Linked DNA regions of Oryza sativa: region 1 is linked to region 2. A link is a contact called in public HiCAR-type data. All regions are on one chromosome and are shown on one strand. Each heading gives the region's core, a stretch centred on a gene start, on an enhancer-like site or on the middle of the called end of the contact. The rest is flanking DNA. Distances are from core to core; before and after follow the strand shown.

Region 1 (5,648 bases), core at 1,002-3,501, 160 kb before region 2:
CACCACCCTCTTCCTCGGTGCCCCCGCCCCCTCCTCTCCCGTCAATCTTGAGGAGGAACGCGTGGCGACGGGCCTGGGACTTCTCCGCGTTCGTCCGCACCTACACCGCCTACCTTGACGACTGGCTCCTCACACCTCCACGCTCGCCGCTGTCGTGCTCGTAGTTCTCACGCTGATTGCATCCTCTGCGCCAGCCACCACGACTTCGTTCGTCCGCGGCGGCGGCGGCGGTGCCAACAACCATACTATCCTGCAGTGCAAGATCCTGCTCGGCCCAGACATCATTCCGCGCCTCTCGCGCCAGAGCGTGCTCTTCCTCTCCCGCCCCGCAATGCCGATCGCTTCCCCCGCCTCCCCGACGGCCACCTCAAGATCATCCTCTATATCCACAACCACCCCTAATACTTCCGCCTCATCATCGACAGCCCCTCCCACATCTACAACATCAAGGAGGCGCTGCTCACCGTCAGCCACGATGGCTACTTCCCAGAGATGGACGAGTTCGTCCGGGACAGGCGCGCCGCAACGGCGTCGGGGTAGACGAGTATATAGCTGTCCCAATGCTCCCCCTTCGCCTCCCCCATGCTCCCGCCGCCGCCGCCGCCCTTCCCTTATCCCGCATTGTTGCCGCCGCCGTCGCGTCGTCCGGTGCCGGTCGCCGCATCTCGCTCCGGCCCACCAGCCTCCTCCTCACGTGCCGAGCGGCCCACCCAGACGAGAAGAGTGAAAGAGAGAGGAGGAAGTGAGAGAAGAGGGGAAAGAGAAAGGTGATGACGTGGACACCCTGACACGTGGGTCCCACGCTGACTCGGCTGCTACGTCGGATAAAATCAGGGTCAAAACTGCCTAAGGATCCAGAGTGATCCCGTGTTGTAAGTTGAGAGATGATATATATCTGGTTTTGCAGTTGGGGACGATTTTATAATCCAATAACAATACGAGGGACCTCATATGTACTTTTTCCATGTGATTATGGCCGAACGTGCTGGCCAGGCCATACTAGTTGGGCCGAAACGATTAGGCCCATTGTAGTTGGCCCGGAATCGGATCACCACAACCCTGTGGCCCATTAACGCTAGGCCGCAATGGCGACGCGCCGCCGACAAGGCCACCGCTGGGCCAATCCCGGTATCCAGTATGCGGCGGCGCCGTATATCACGTCGTCGGAGGAGGAAAGGTGCGCGTCACCTTCCATAAGCGTCGCCGTCATCGCCCATCAGCTTTCTCACACCAACAGTAACCAAAATAAGAAGATTTGGCAATATCCACACCCAACCATCTCCAATTCTCAACCACAAAAGGCACAAATCATCTCCTTGACAACAGCACAGTCAAAACTAAATCCTTCACGTTTTACTGCGACAGAACAGAAATAGAGTACTATAGCACAAAAAACAACTGATACTACAAGATAACGAACAGGCACTGCCAATTTGGCAATTTTCTGAAATTCTGAAATGCCTGAGAATTGTACAGTTCACTATACTGCTATTACTTCCCCAATCCTAAGCTCACAGTGCAACTTAAATAAGTAATTAAGTAATTTTCTTGATTGATATCGAATCACTAATCAGGCTGCTCGGGCGACGGGGTCGCAGGCCGGGCCACCGCCACCGCCGCCGCCGCCGGCGAGGTTGACGACGGGGCGAGCCCGCGTATGCAGCCTCGGGACGGTTACCCTGAGCACGCCGTGGGTGTACTCCGCCGAGATGCCGTCGGCGTCCACCATCGCCGGCAGCCGGAACTTCCTCGCGAAGCTCCTCCGGCCACCGCCGCCTCCGCCGTCGCCATCGCCACCGTCATCAAGCTCGGTGCGGATGACGAGGTACATCGCGTCCTCCACCTCCACCCTGATCTCCTCCTTCCTCACACCTAACCCCACCATTCCTCTCTTCGTATCAATCAAGGAAATCAAAGCACCAAAAGATTCGATGAGATGATGTTTTTGATTGATTACCGGGGAGGCTGGCGGAGTAGAGGTGCGCGGCGGCGGTCTCCTCCCAGCTGACATGGCTGCACCTCTGCGCCGCCGCCGCCGTCGCCGGAGACGGAGACGACGACGAGAGGAGGCCGAGGAGATTCTGCCAATGGTGCCACTGCCACGGGTGGACCGGGCGCCGGAATCTTGGGCGCTCGTGCACCTCCTCCTCCTCCTCCATGGGGTAGTAATAATCCATGGCAGGCGGATTCTCCGGCCGGCGTCCGCATCCCGGTCACTCTCCGGCTGCATAAATAGCCGGAGAAAGGGTGCAAGATTGCAACTTGTTGCAGCAACCAACAAGTTGTGGTTAGCTCGGCTCGATTTCCTCCTCCCAACTTGCATGTGAGGTCCCCATGTGCGGAAAGGGACGGCGTACTGCAGACTCATCTTTTCGCTATACTTATCAGCTAAAATTTAAAATTTTTTATTTTATACTTAAAATTGATTTTAAGACTTTTTTCATCGAAATTTATTTTTAATCTTTGTTTTTATCGCTAAGAACACGTATAGAAAAGTTTTATTTATATATTATTTTCGCTTACAAATATGTTGTTTGGTTTATTTCACGAATAAATCTAAAGATAGAGCTGTTGAATAAAAAAGACGGCTTTGTCTGCAAATATCTTGGTTTCACCTCTGTCCATGGCTCCAGCCAGTAAAAATTCTATTACTACTACGTATCTTTTTTAAAAAGGAGGGTAATTTTTTTAGGGCTAACAATATACTGTTAATCTAAGCTTACCACGGTGAACGGCTCAAACTGAGTGTGAGTGTGAGTGTGGGCAGAGTACCTGAATTTATATCTTCTGAAAAATGAGTGTACTGGAATTTTACCTAAGAATTAAATTGTGAAGTCATTTTTTGTTGGAAAAAAGTTTTTTTTCTTTTTGTAGATTCATGGGTCATTGTCGGCCGTACATTATGATCCAACTTGAACCGATTGAATAAACAGGAGACCTAGAGCTAGAAGTTGGTAAGATGTCCATATATATTAATGGTTATAATATAATGTAGCAGAAACAGAAAAATCACATAAACTTTTTAGGTCAAGCATCCAACGCTAACGGAGGCATCGGACGCCCTCCTTCCCTGTCTTCTTCTCTCCCTCTTCTCCCTTCCCCACCTCTATCATATTCCAACAAATAGCAATCTAGAAAAGTGAGCCAAGCCCTCGGAGCAGAGGAAGACGATGTCGCTGAAGAAGGCCCTGAGCACATAAGTACCCTAACTCACCAGTGGTGGCGGTGGCGGCACTGAGAGGAGGAGGTGCACTGAGCAGAGCAGAAGGTGTTATTCTCAGAGATGATCTCAAGCTCACCAGACGCGGCGCCACAAGGAGGAGGTACAACAGTCATCGGAGAGTACCCTGAGCTTGCCGATGCGGCAACAGTGTCATGAGGAGCTGCAACCATCGCTGGTTGTGGACCCGAGCTCAGTGGTGGCGGCACAAGAAGGCGGTGCACGGGGTGGAACTTGAGGCACCATCGTCAGTGAAGGTGAGGCTGGTGGGAATGTCAAGCTAGCGAGGATTGTTGTAGATTATTTTTATGTTGCACACAATGTTTGTTGACGTTTCAAATCCGTCTTTTTGGTACTTGCTTACACTGGTAATTGATGTTGCAGATGGTATCTTTGAATGTTGCACATATCGGTTTTTGGGTGTTGTAGTCAATGTTCTTGAGTGTTGCATCTTATTGCAACATCTTCGATAAAAGCGATGAAACATTTTTCAACGGATGATGAAATATTAGGAAACAATTCATTTTGAAACATTTTTTTTGGTGATGATACATTGCAACATTTCTTTAGCACAAGGTGAAACACTATTCAAAGATTTGCAAACCTCCGAACACATCCAATTCCTAATCGTCTCCAAAAAAATCACATTAACTCCTTTGTGAAAGCTTGGTCAACTAATTTTTCTCCAATTTGGCAAAAATTTCTACAAGACACTAAATAACTTGATCTTTGCTAGAGGACATCGCAAGAATGTGGCTTTGCCCATGAACGCCCTAAAATTTTAGTTTTTTATTGAAGGATACCACATGCAATATTTTATGATTTTTGTTTGTTCTAGAGAGAGGATTTTTACGAAATGACCATTTTCACCCCTAGATATGTTGCACATTGCACACTTTCTTGAACCCAAGAGGCAAGTGGCAAGACTCTGCCTGATGTGGCCGCCGGGTTATAGTTGGTCACATCTCTTCAGAGGGAGTAAGCACATCTAGTGGCAAAGAAGTTTGATTCTATGGGCAAAACAGTCATTTTGTGAAATTTCTCTCTCTAAAAGTGAATATTTTTAGGGTGTCCACGGGCAAAGCCATGTTATTGCAATGTCCTCATGACTCCTACAAAGACCATGTATTTTGGGTATCCCATAGCAATTTTTGCCTTTGTTGATACAATAACGAGTGAGTTCATGTGTTAAATATATGTATTCACAAGGTAATTGACATGCACTCCTAAAAATTTGCAATAGTGCTTCTTTTCATGCCTCCTACACAATCTACCCGATCATATGTTCGTAGAGTATGTTATAAAAGTTAGTTAAAATATGAAATACTGACAACTATCCGACCCAAATTTACCATTGATCAACTTAGAAAAGCTAGATAACAATATATAAGCACATGATAGTTGTTAAAGGCGTTGAGCCAAAATTTTGGACACTTCACCCAACCCATGGTTAAATTGTGGTGTTCCTCTATAGATGGAGCAAGGGATATATCACATCCAGGTTATTTATATCTTTAAAAAAATTTCATGCTTTTTTTTATGAAATCTTGAAGGGCTAAGCCTAGGTTACCAGCCCTAATTCTCTACATCCTCCCTTCACTCATGTCTTCTCTACAAAAGGTTAAAGGGTTTGAACTAACTCAACCCTCCATCACTAATCCAACTTTAAGTCCAATTATTACATATTCAATGCCTAATCTAACCTAGCACAAGGTCTAAATTATGACATGTTAAGTTCTATTGAACGATGATTATCCAGTTGTAGACTTTTTTTCATCACTTGTATTTTAATGTTTCACTTTGCTTGTTTAGATATTGCATCAAATATTTTTTGATGTTTCACTAATTTTATGGATCATGCACAACTTTTCTTTTTACAAATGCTCCTTTTGTGTGATGTTTCGCACCTTACTAGTTAGAACATTTAATGAAACAAAAGCAACCTCATACTATTTTAGTTAATGTTTTACCTGTATGCTATAGCATGTTTTCTGATCGTTGCAATAACTGTAGTAAATTGTTGCACTAAATATGCAGTTATTTTCAAAATTCGTAGTTTTTTCTTTAAATATTATTATTGCTATAATTTTCTGAATAATTGGATTAACTTGAAAATTATAAATTTTAAAGTGGTTGGACCGACTTTATAGCTTGAAAATTATAACAAAATATAACTCGAAGTTGTAATATAAAATAGCTCAAAAGTTGTATTTGTTGTATCAGATTGAAAATATTATCGGAGCCTACAAATTTCCATCTTCCATGCTTCGTTTCTTGTGCACATCCCTCTTGAACTGTTAAACGGTATATTTTAGCTAATATTTTTTTATAAGAAAGTTGTTTTTAAAAAATTATATTGATCTATTTTCAAGTTTTTTAATATAATACTCAATTAATTATGGTTGATGAGCTACCTAGTTTTGATGTT
Region 2 (4,985 bases), core at 830-3,329:
TAAATATTCACTTTGGTCCACCTAAAATGATCAAAGTGGCACATTGGACTATGGTAACCCTATATTTTCACTTTGGACGACCTATGTTTACCACCCATTGCAAGTTGGACTGAGTTTATAGTTTGAGTCACCTATTTAGCTTTGGCCCAATCGACGTGAGCAGCTTGTCCAGTATGTTCCGATGTCAAGGAAACTCTCTATCTTCGTCTTCACATCAGTGTGTAGTTGCCGCCATTAAACTCACAGCGAGTACAAGCACACCATTTGCCTTCCTCTCTTATTCTTCTTCTTGCTGAAGCACAAAGCCATGGATAGAGCTATGGAGGTGCGGCTATTTGGGGATGGCATAGGCTTTGCTGGTATAGGACACCGAGGCGGTGCTTCCCATGCGCTGACGCACGCCGCCACTGATGCGCTGCACCCTGCACGTGCTTGGTATCGCCCCATCACGAGCAGATACGCTGAGCTGCTCGCGTGGATCAGGCCGAGTGACTCAAAACTGCAAGCCCAATCCAACGAGCATATACATTTGCAATTTGTATTCTCTTCATCGACATACGTGATGTTGAGTTCCCCTCCCTGTAGAAAAGAACAATATATATACACACACACACAACAAATATGACAATGTATAGTACTCCATATTTAATGTAGTATGTGTCGGATACATCAATGTATTATTTATTGTAGTTGGGCTGCATTTCTTTCTTTTTCATTATACTTCATTGTCGGATACAACAATATATATTTATTGTAGTTTGGCCACATTTGTTTCTTTTATATTATTATTATTATTATTCAAGCAATTTCGAATTTTAAAGATTGATATTTACAAATTATTTATATGAACTTTTTACTTGTCTCGTAAGCAATAATAAAACAAAGACAGACTTGTCATCATAGTTTATTTTTTTATATTAGCTTTTAAATCACTAACAACATCTAGAAAATTTTTATTCATATTTTTGTAATTCTTCGTTTATTTTCTCCAGAGCTTTACCGTCGAGCAAATGACGAGGGACTATCTCTCGTCTTAAATTATATAAGGCACTGTAGTTATATAATATAGAAAAGGAAAAAGAAAAATCTAAATACTCCTCTAAACTTTGGATGAAAGTTCATCTAGCACCTTCTTGAACTTTAAACTAGACATCCAACCCCCTAAAATTTGCAATACCGTTCATATTACCGTCTAAACTTTAGATGAAAGTCCATCTAGTACCTTGAACTTTAAACTGGACATCCAACCCCCTAAAATTTACAATACCATTCATATTACCGTCTAAGGTGGTTTTGCATATATTGAAATCTTAATCGAACAACTTTGAATATCTAATATAACATTTTGCATATTATCAGTTACAAGTTGTATAATTTAGACTTATACAATGATATCAATATTATTATTATGTTCGTATTTGTGAGAGCTAACAAGGGATAAAAAGAAAGATCTAAGTGTAGATTTTAATATACATGTTTAATGTGTATGTCATGTAATTGAACATAAACACTACTGTGCAAAAACATCTTATGGAGTTATATAAATGGTGTCGTAAAGTTTACTGAGTTGAATGTTCGATTTCAAAGTTCAGTTTGCGTGGGCTTCTACAGTTCCACCCAAAATTTTTTAGGGGATATTTGGACTTTTCCCCGTAGAAAATGATGATATCTAGAAGTTAGGTATTTTCTATCTGGTGCTTCTCAAAATCTGCTCAACCACAGTCCTAATTTCTATAGAACTAATCTACTCGTCCGTCCCATAAAAAACCAACATAATACTTGATGATGTAATACATTCTAATACAGTAAATCTGGACATACTCCCTCCGTCCCAAAAAAACCAACCTAGGAGGGGATATGATTTCTCCTAGTACAACGAATCTACACATCTCTTTGTCTAGATTCGTTGTTTGTCTAGATTCGTTGTTGTGACATCTCTTAGATTGGCTTTTTTTTTTTTGGGACGGAAGGAGTATATATGTCTAGATTTATTGTATTAGAATAGATCACATCTAATCCTAATTTGTTTTTTTTGGCGGAGGGAGTAGTAATTAGAGGGACTCTTATGGAAAACTACCACTCCTTTCCTTTGATCCTTTTCCATCTCCAAGAGGACCAAAACTGCAAAAAAAAACACACGAGCAGAGCAGGAAGCAACTTGAAACTGCAAGCTTTCCTCTTCTTTCTTCTTTCTCAACAAACCCAAACCCAGTTGCAGCTGGCAGGCAGCTGCGCTCTTCTTTTTCTCCTCATTGTTTTCCTCGCGTGGTCTCCCGATTCGTGCGCCGTGTGCATCGCCATTAGTAGTCGCTGTCACGATCGAGGATCACCACCTCTCTCCAGCTCCAAATCCACCTCCCCCCCCCCCCCCACCACCACCACCACCACCACGCGGTCGCCGCGCCGAGCTGTCCTCCCCCACGCCGAGATTTGATTCTTCCTTCTTCTTGTTCTTGCGCCACCGCGGATTCTTGTACCAGCTGACACTACCGGGGCGGTGGCTGTGCTCCTTGGATTGTTGGATTGGTTGGTTTGGGAAAGGTTAGGCGCCCTCCTTTCGCTTGGGTACGCGTCTCTCTGTTTTTCGGTTCTTGGTTTGTTTGGTTCGAGAGGCTTGTAGTCTCGCGGATTTGTTTTTCGTTGCAGAGATTATTAGGAGTTAATCTGTTCTTCTTGGAAGGAGGTTCAGTGATTGAGGATTTGATCCAACTGTGAGAAAAATCTTGGCCCTTTTGGATCTGGGAGCGGTGCAAAGCTACTGGAGCGCCTCACATGTCCACAAGTGCTCGATTTTAGCAGTTTCATGGGTTATGTTCTTGGATTCAGTAGATTTCTGATGCAGACAGTAATTTTTTACCGAACAAGTAATCGGTGAATTTACAGTTTTTTCTTTCTTTCTTTATTACGAGAGGACGAAGCTCTAGTTCACTGTACCTTGTTTATTATCGCTTCCTCCTCGTGTAAAGGATCAATTTTTACGATAGCGATCGTGAGTGGTTTAGCTCCCCCTCTCTCTCTCTTGCCGCTGGGTGCCTTGCTGGTCCCGTTGCTTTCAGATGCTGCTTTATTTGTCTCCTTTTGCCCAATTTGCGTGTACCCTTGTGCCCTTATCTCCTATGGTTGCTTCCACTGTCACCAAAGGGGGACTCGCCATCTACCTTGTTCCTCAGTTCATGCGAATTTCATGCGGTCCTGGGCTGTGACTGGGAGTAGATTGAGGTCAATATGCTGTCAAAGGCATTTCTTTTCTTTTCCTTTTCGTTGCTTGTTTTCCCCTTCTGATGTTGTGTGTTGAGTTTATTGTTTGGTTTGCTGGTAGATCCAGTATTTGGATCATTTTTCCTTTTTTTTTTCTTTCATTGCTTCTGCGGAGGGATGAGTTTGTGCATGAATCTTTTGTTGGTTGGATTCGCTTAGTTTTCACACTAGTCCTTTGATTCAGCGCAAATCTTTGTTAATTGGCTCGCTTAATTCTGACATAAAGTGTTCCTTCTTGGGTTCTGCTTGCAGGGTTGATCTCGTTTGCGGAGTAACAAATTTGCAAGCCTACAACTGCTAGGGAGAATTTGACTAAAAATGGGGTCGTGTTGCAGCAGAGCTACGTCTCCAGATTCTGGTCGAGGAGGAGCAAACGGTTATGGCTATTCTCACCAGACAAAACCTGCTCAGACAACTCCTAGCTATAACCATCCTCAGCCGCCGCCGCCAGCTGAGGTGAGGTACACACCATCAGCAATGAACCCTCCGGTAGTCCCACCTGTGGTTGCCCCACCGAAGCCCACCCCAGACACAATTCTTGGAAAGCCGTATGACGATGTGCGCTCGGTTTACTCCCTTGGAAAGGAACTCGGAAGGGGACAGTTTGGGGTGACATACCTGTGCACGGAGATCGCTAGTGGTAAGCAGTATGCTTGCAAATCCATCTCTAAGCGCAAGCTTGTGAGCAAGGCCGACAAGGAGGACATTCGCCGGGAGATTCAGATCATGCAGCACCTATCTGGACAACAAAACATTGTCGAGTTCCGGGGAGCATATGAGGACAAGAGCAATGTCCATGTTGTCATGGAGCTCTGCGCTGGTGGGGAGCTGTTTGATCGGATCATTGCCAAGGGGCACTACTCAGAGCGTGCGGCTGCTACCATCTGCAGGGCAGTGGTGAATGTTGTCAACATTTGCCATTTTATGGGAGTGATGCATCGTGATTTAAAACCGGAGAACTTCTTACTTGCAACCAAAGAAGAGAATGCAATGCTCAAAGCCACTGATTTTGGTCTCTCAGTTTTCATTGAAGAAGGTAACTTGAATAATTTAAGATGCATATGCTTGAGAATTACACCTTCTGCTGTACAGGCTATATTGCTAGGGCTAGAATTTCATAAATGGCCATATTTCTAGTTTGAAAAGTTTTTCATTTTGTTTATTCTGAATTATGGAGAATTTGCCTATCACGGTATGTTATGGGCCACCGTTTTGTGACTTGAATCATATCGTAATTCTAAGTTGTCTCACAAACCTACTTAGGATTCACAGAGACAGCTAAAGTTGCTGTTTTTGGGTTGGTCGTTACAACATCTATATTTATCCTTGTATCCTTCAACCTAATATCTGCATCTTTGTATGATATGAGACATCTGTTTCTATAAATGACATGGTTCCACAAAATTTATTGGTAAAATGAAATTATTAGCACCATGTTATTATTACTGCCATAGTGCCATTCCAAGGTATTCATTCTTTAAAGGCATGGAGGATGATGTAGCAAGCACCATCTGTTGTATTAGCTCATATGAGAAAGTCCTCCCTAGCCACTGAGGTTAAGACTGCTTGACCATTGATTGTTATCGACTCCAAGTAGTGGAAAGATGCAAATGGGATGTAAATGATAGCAAACTAGTTGTCACTGGCTGTTACTTTTGGGGAGGTGTATAACTATTGTACACATTGACAAATATATTAGAGCTTTTATGCTACCTGAAAACTAAGTT

The links. HiCAR-type assays count read pairs that join an accessible place to other places.
Region 1: a contact with region 2 is called in a HiCAR-type map of leaf, with 2.0 times the contacts expected there. The contact joins the promoter of LOC4343386 here to the promoter of CPK19 in region 2. A contact is called at or near these places in 1 of 15 Hi-C or Micro-C datasets (seedling) and 1 of 4 datasets of contacts at active chromatin or transcription factors (leaf).

What each region holds. Positions count from the first base shown.
Region 1 is chr7:20,159,256-20,164,903 of ASM3414082v1, reverse strand. It overlaps LOC4343386 (18.8 kDa class V heat shock protein-like), which reads right to left and starts at 2,251. Exons shown (of 2, transcript NM_001403103.1): 1 at 1,958-2,251; 2 at 1,332-1,872. The coding sequence starts at 2,177. The coding sequence ends at 1,571.
Region 2 is chr7:19,998,750-20,003,734 of ASM3414082v1, reverse strand. CPK19 (calcium-dependent protein kinase 19-like) reads left to right here and starts at 2,079. Exons shown (of 9, transcript NM_001403101.1): 1 at 2,079-2,541; 2 at 3,511-4,294. The coding sequence starts at 3,577.